Regions from separate parts of the Mus musculus genome. Here region 2 is linked to region 1. A link is a contact called in public promoter capture Hi-C data. All regions are on one chromosome and are shown on one strand. The core of a region is the stretch at or near the end of the contact, and the rest is flanking DNA. Distances in the headings are between cores, read along the strand shown.

Evidence for each region. Promoter capture Hi-C pulls out the DNA fragments that hold promoters and counts their contacts.
Region 2: a contact with region 1 is called in a promoter capture Hi-C map of pre-B cells, with 4 times the contacts expected there. The contact joins the promoter of Lrrc27 here to the promoter of Edrf1 in region 1. A contact is called at or near these places in 1 of 39 promoter capture datasets (pre-B cells) and 1 of 484 Hi-C or Micro-C datasets (CD4 T cells).

Annotation. Positions count from the first base shown.
Region 1 is chr7:133,636,086-133,639,441 of GRCm38.p6, forward strand. It overlaps Edrf1 (erythroid differentiation regulatory factor 1), which reads left to right and starts at 1,590. Exons shown (of 25, transcript NM_178115.4): 1 at 1,590-1,838; 2 at 2,822-3,030. The coding sequence starts at 1,728.
Region 2 is chr7:139,211,080-139,214,629 of GRCm38.p6, forward strand. It overlaps Lrrc27 (leucine rich repeat containing 27), which reads left to right and starts at 1,909. Exons shown (of 11, transcript NM_027164.1): 1 at 1,909-2,188. It also overlaps a transcript of Stk32c not described here.

The DNA of each region.
Region 1 (3,356 bases), core at 340-2,839:
CAGAGATTTCCATTTCAGAAACAGATGGATTTTCAAATTGGGACCATATTACTTTTTAAATATTTGCTTATCATTTAACATACTATGATGTGCAATTTAATTTTTAAAAATATTCCTGTAAAAAAAAATATTCCTGTAACGTGAGTTAATGGATATACAGGGTTTATTTTTAAGTACTCAAAGTTTAATCTTTTTGTGTTAGCTACATAGGTCTTATTCAGATCTCTGTATTATTATTGTGTGTGTGTTCATGCCACAGGACATGTGACGGCCAGAGGGGAGCTTTCCAGAGTCAGTTCTCTCCTTCTACAGTGGGGTCCAGGGATGACATGGAACTCGGGCCCTCAGTTTTGTTTGGCACAAGCTTTTATGTGACGAGCCTGCTAGCCTCTGATGTAATAAACAACGAAAAGGACAAAACAAACAAACAAACAAACAAACAAAAACTGGCTCTAAATACAGAGTAGTTTAAAAAAAAATCACAAAACATGCTTTAAAGTAAGGATCTGCAAAATATGCACCAAAAAGTTAATTCATAAAAATGTCTTGTTTTGCATGAAAGCAATTTGCAGACTGCATCTGCTTTCTCCGAGAACTCCTAAAGTTTTTCAGTTACTGGGTTTTTAGAGACTAAGGAAAATTATAACCTGGCATGGCTAAATAATTGCAAAGGCCAAAACACTGAAAACTGAAAACGTATACCTCCGTCCTGGCTCAGCCATTAGGAGCACTTTCTGCTCTTGCAGAGGACACAGCTTAGCACCCACAGCCCACAACTCCCAACTGCGTGTAACTCCCGTTCCAGGAGATCTGATGCCCTCTTCTGGTTTCTGCGGGCACTGCATGCACACACGCAGCCAAAGCACTCAAAACACATTTAAAAAAAAAAAAAAAAAAAAAAAAAACCCAAAACGTAATACCTCGACATAAAACAAAACCTTTTACCTCAAATATATATGTTTTATGAGGAATGTAGCAGTTTGTCTGTTATTGGGTGCAGGGTGGAAATGTAGCTCCGAGTGCTTGCCTAGCCTACACGAAGCCCTGGGTTCCATCCTCGGGCAGAAAGAAACCCCAGCCCTCGGGAGCTGGAGGCAGAGTGTCAAGTTCAAGGTCACTCTCGGCTATTTTGCGAGTTCGAAACCAGCCAGGGCTGCATGAGCGCTGCCTAGAAACCGATTAAACAGACTGATGGCTTCTCTCTCCTTGCTTCAGCCCCACTGATCTGAGGGTGCTGAGACCCACGGAGGTCCCCGCGCGTGTGCAACTCGGAGAAGCCCCAAGAGAGCGGCCGCCTGCGAGGGCCTTGATGCCACCAGCTTTGATTACGCGAATACCCAAGGCGGCACCGCCCCACCCCAGCCACCGCGACTTTGACTCAAGTCTCATTAACTGTTTGCCAACAAAGACCGGCCACGAGCGAGGGGGAGGAGCCCGGGAGGCGTGTATCGCGAGAAGTGTCCGCCCTAATGGTGTGACAGGCAACGGCGTGCGGCAGCTCCTGCCCGGACCGCGAAGGAGGAGCCAGAGCCGGAGGACGGGCTGGACCTTTGGGTGAATCTCGCGAGATTTCATCGCGCTACCTCGAGCTCTTCCTGGCAGCCGCCGGAAGTGCGAGCCGCTGAGTGTCCGAGTCGCTCGCTCTGAGGTTCTCCTGCGACTCTGGGCCCGCGTTCCTGTCGCCGCCTCCAGGGCTCGCGCGTCTGGTCGCCTCCCCAGGGTCGGAAATGATGGGGGACCCCAAGGAAGCAGGAGCCGAGGCTTCTCCTTCAGGGGCGGCCGCCCGAGGAGGGCTCAGCCTCCTGTCCCAGGCGGACTCCGAGGAGCCTTCTGCACAGGTGAGAGGCGGCGGCGGCGGAGCGCGACCTGCAGGGGCTTGGGGGGTTTGCGGGCCTGGGAGGGGGACGTGGGGCTTCTGGAACTTTCTTCCACGCCTCCTTAGCACCTCTAGTACGGAATGAATCACCAGGCGAGCCTGTCGTCGGGTGTGCAGGCAGGCGTTTGCTTGCAATGCGCAACACCCCTGGCTTCGCACTCGGCGCCAGTGGACGGGCTATAGAGTGTGTGTGTGTCACAGCCCGCCGAAGGCAGGCAGAGGAGAGAGGGACGGACCCAGGGAGGGCACAGAGAATTTGCAACGCCTGGAAGGGTTCTCGAAGGAGAGTCGAACAGCGGGTCCAGACATTGAGCATGCCCGGGTGGGTGTAGGGTCAGCTACGGAGCTAATGTAGAATGGGATGCGATGAGCTTACCGATCAATCGCTGTGTGTTTGGTAAAAATAAACACGTCCTGCAAATGACGTTTGTCATTGACTTATGCTACTTAAAAATATTCCATTAGAACCGTACAGAAGTCTTGCTCGTTTTACATGCGGTTGACAGGACACAGTTGAGCGCACTTAGTTTCTGAGTCTACATTTTTCTGTGACTCATCGTACCGGGTTGAGTCTTGGCTGGTGTGGAACTGGTTATGCAGACCGGGCAGTCAAGCTGGACGTAGACCTTGCACTGGCCCTTGTGCCTCTGCCTCCAGAGTGCTTGAAGCTTGTGTTTGCAACTACTATGCCCAGATTTTTAAAAAGCAGGTTGGTTGGCCCCTGTCCACTTCTTGATTGATCCTTTTTTTTTTTTTTTTTTTTTTTAGTTTCGTGAAAAACAGCTAAGTAAGCGTAATTTAAGCTTGTTTATTAAGTGTTAGAGCTGACACGCAGCTGAGGCTCCTTGTGAATCCTGATTTGGTGGGTTCTTAATTCATTTTTATGAAAGTGAGATTGTCGTTCCTGGCAGTGTTCATTAAAGCTTCATTCCATATGTTATTTAGGGATCGGCCTTATTTCTTGGAGGCAACGAAGTGAAAAGCAGAGCTGTGGTAAAATACTCTTCTGCCCCTCCTCGAACAGCGTTTGCACGTCTCGAAGAAAAAACAGACTTGAAACTCCCACCTGCCAACTGGTTACGAGAGAGTGCCAAACTAGGGCCAGCAGGAACCACCATTCTTGGCAATAGTAAGAAAAGCAAGCCGTTTTCAAGGTAAATTTTAATCGCTGGCATTTCTTTCCCTCCCTCTCAACCCCGGCTCGAAGCTCTGAAAGCTGCTTCGCAGTTCAATTGGAGATGCATGTTCACTTGCTCAGATATTTTTAGTAAAAGAATATAGTTGTCATCCAAAGTCCATGGTACAGTAAGAAGATTTCAGAGGTACATGCTTTCTTCCAGGCTGCAGCATGTCACGATAACGTGTACACGTTGACTGCTCATCAGCTGTTTTAGCCTGTTGTGTCTGCTTTCATATGTGCAAATAGGATGGTATGCGAGGGGCAAGACTTAAGCTGCTGCTCGGCTTGCCCTTTGGAGTG
Region 2 (3,550 bases), core at 659-3,158, 5.6 Mb after region 1:
TCGGAAGGGTTTCAGCTTCCTTCACTGAAATGGCAATGGGGCTGGCAGCAGCCTTTTCAACCGCAGCCAGCAAGCAATATCTTTAAAATTCTGATAGAAAATTGTTGTCAACAAGGAACTCCGTACCAGTTAAATAGTCATTCAAGAATTAGATGAAAACAAAGAGGCTACATTCATAAGCTTAAGGAGAATAGCCCAGAAACACTTGCCAAGAGAACTACTCAACAGAGGCGGTTTAGCTGGGTAATAAAGTGAGCACAAAAAAAGGCAAGATGAGTTCCTACATATAATTAACTACCAGATACAAAAACCAATTTTATGGGCTTCTAAAGGAAATCAAAACTCAAGACAACCGTAGGATGAAGCAGTGGGCTGAGATGCTGCTAGGCTGGAGTACCCAGTGGCTCCCCGAGGTGCCTATGGACACCAGTTCCCAGCACATGACCATTACACCAAGCATCTCATTTTGCCAATCAAATGTGTATAAATTAATGTCTAATTTTGGATATAATTCTATTTTCCTAGTAGCAGGAAAGGTGGAGCATGTGTACTTGTGTGCGTGTGCATGTGTGTGTGTACATATCTGCACACATATGTGGGTGGGTATATGTACATATGTAGAGGTTGAATGTCAACTATGGGTGTTGTTCCTAAGGAGCTGTTAACTTGTTTGTTTTGTTTTTTGACACAGGGTCTCACTGGCTTAGAGCTCCACAGTGGTTGAGGCTGGTTGGCCGGTGAGCCCTCAGAATCCGCTTGCCTGTCTCCAAGAACAGGAATTATAGGCATACACTGCTGCACCTGAACTTTTTAAATGGATTCTGGTGATCCCATGAGTACGTGGCAAGCATTCCACTGAGAGCCACCAGAAAGGGGCCTCTCTGATGGCCTGTGTGGCCAGGCAGGAATGCCCTGCCTGCTCTGTATCCTAACGCTCCTCACAGCACCTCTTGACCCCAAGCTTTAGCAACCTGTAACCAATGGAACACTCGGGGGGATTCCAGCTGCCAGCCGCCATCTCTGCAGTGTTGAAGGGACATCAGGAGACATTTGATCAGAGGGCTACTGGGCTCCCACAACTCTTGAGTTTCCTAGGTTTTCTTGTTTTCTTGTTTGGGGATATTTTCTTACAACTTACTCCCATCTCACTTTCAGTCCTAAAGAATATATTAGTAAATGAATTGAAAATTCTATTCTATTATTTAAATTTATTATTGCATTCATATAGGGGATACCACAGGACAACTCTGTGGAATTGGTTCTCCCCTACCTAGGTTCTAAGCATTAACTCATCTTGCTGGCCTGAGTAAACAAAATTTGCTGTTGTTTTGGATCTAGACTTCCACTTTGGTCCCATCTTATACTTTCAGTTCCATCCTGCTTTGCTACTTCAAAAATGTTTAGCAAGATTATATCACTGAGCACGTTAGCTAAGGGCATAATTCAATGTCCAGGCCAGTTCATTTCCGATAGTTTCCCTTAGAATTGATGACGTGTCATGTTGCTCTGTGTGTGACACATTACTCACTAAAAACGGTGGAAATTGCTAAGATCTCAACTTCTGGCCCCCAGAAAGGAGTGACCCATATCACTTCATTGGTCAGGATCCTCTAGAATCCGCAGCGGGCCTTCTATCCCCACCAGATCTGATACTAAGGCAGTTTACCACGTTCCCGTAATTTCTCTTTTCGGGAGGGATCCTTTTTCTCTAAAGGTTTAGGGTCTATGGACTTGGTTGACCTGCCTCCCAGAATACCCTGCTCTGCAGGTTTCTAAATGGAAAAGGACAGCCTCCAAGTTTCCACACTAGGAGAGTCTGTGCAGATCCAGGCCCCAGGACAAAAGGGCCAGCAAACCCGGCACCAGCCTGGGAAGCCGAGAGCGCAGCACTGCGGCAGCTGCTTCTGCGCAGGCGCGGAGGGCAGCGGTCAGTTCCAGAGGCCTGAGGCCCGAGGGTCCATGGCCCTGGAAGACGGTCTGGTCAGCAGAAGCATCACTCGACCTCCTTCGGGTCCCCAAGCCCTCCCCGAATCCACCAGCCCATCCTCTCGAAGTTTCTTTCTGGCCTTGTCGCCCACCTCCAGCATAAGAGGCGGTAAGCGCACGCGCACCGAAGCTATCCCAAGCCAGACCTGCGACTTGATGCCTTCCGGCCTCCGTACCGCAGCAGCGTCTCCATGGCGACCTGGTAAACCGCGCAGCTCGCTGGTTTGTTAGGTGGTGCCTGAGCCTCTCGGAGGCGGGGCAGCCGACGTGTCAGGGCGGAGTCGCAGGTGGGCGGGGAAGAGCAACGGGGCTGGAGGGTGGGATAGCTGTTACGTCAGTCACCGCTAGCCGGCTGCACTGGATGGGACCCGGCCACCAGGTTGTGGGGCGGGGTCACAGTCTGGCGGGCGGGAGTAGACGCTGGGTTGGGTTGAGGAGACCGCCACAGACTCACAGAGCAGTGAGTCTGGTCTGCTGGGGGTCCTGTGAACGTCAGCCTTTGATGGCGCGGTGGTGGGAGAGAACTATGACTAGATCCCCTACCCTTTTACAGTGGCCGCACCTGGGAAGATGGGATTGAGGTCCAAAAGTCGAGTTCCCCTACCAGCCCAGTCTGGAAACAGCATCACTAGTCCCCTGCCTCCCTCTTGTCCACACATTTTCCTTACAATGTAATTTGATGGAGGCAGAATCTTTCCTCCTAATTCCAAGGTGTAGAAAAAAAATACAATAAGCCGTAGACTATGCAAAGGCTTGGAGACCTTAGGGAGACCCATTACCCAGCTTGGGGGGGGGGGTGGCATATCTCCTGCCAACGCAGACCTAGGTTCCCCATGAATTGTACACCTTTAAGACCAGCTCCTTAACTGAAAAGTCACCCGCTCCTTAAAGGAGAGTGAAACTAGGAAAGTGTGCCAGCATTTGGCAGATCTTTCAGCCATCCTCTTTGCTTGGATGGTTTTGCAAGTAATACCCTGGCTAAGCAACAGGATTATTGAACTAAGATGCAAGATTGTCATTGCCCAGGTTTTTCCCTAGTGCCCACCTAGATACCTCTTTGGTCTGGTCTGGGCCAGTGTGGGAGGCAGGGGTTGGCTTCCTGACTTCAGAGTCTTGGATACAAGAAGCAGAGGAATTTCCAGGGTGGAAATAGGAAACTGTCTTATCTCTTCCCATCTTACAGGTGTTTTGCAAACTTGAAAAGTCCCCCGGTGTTTTCATCCTGGATGCTTGTTTCCACTGGTATCTTCCAGTTAGACTGTAGTCAGGTGGCTGTTTGCTTGTCATCTAAGCACTTTGGAGGTGCATACAGGAAGATCAGGAGTTAGAAGTTCACCACAGTGAGTTGGAGGCCAGCCCAGACTACTTGAGCCCCCCTTCTCGAATCATAATTGTCATTCTCTTCTTCAAACTTTGTGGTACAGCGTGAGGAGCAAAGAATATAACCAGTACCTCCTTATGTCCCAGCATTTACAAGTTTAAAGCTAAATTCATAGTACTGTTGCTTTTTCAGCAACTCGAGTCCATCCCCCCTCCCCCCACCCCCCCACCCCCGTGTGACTTC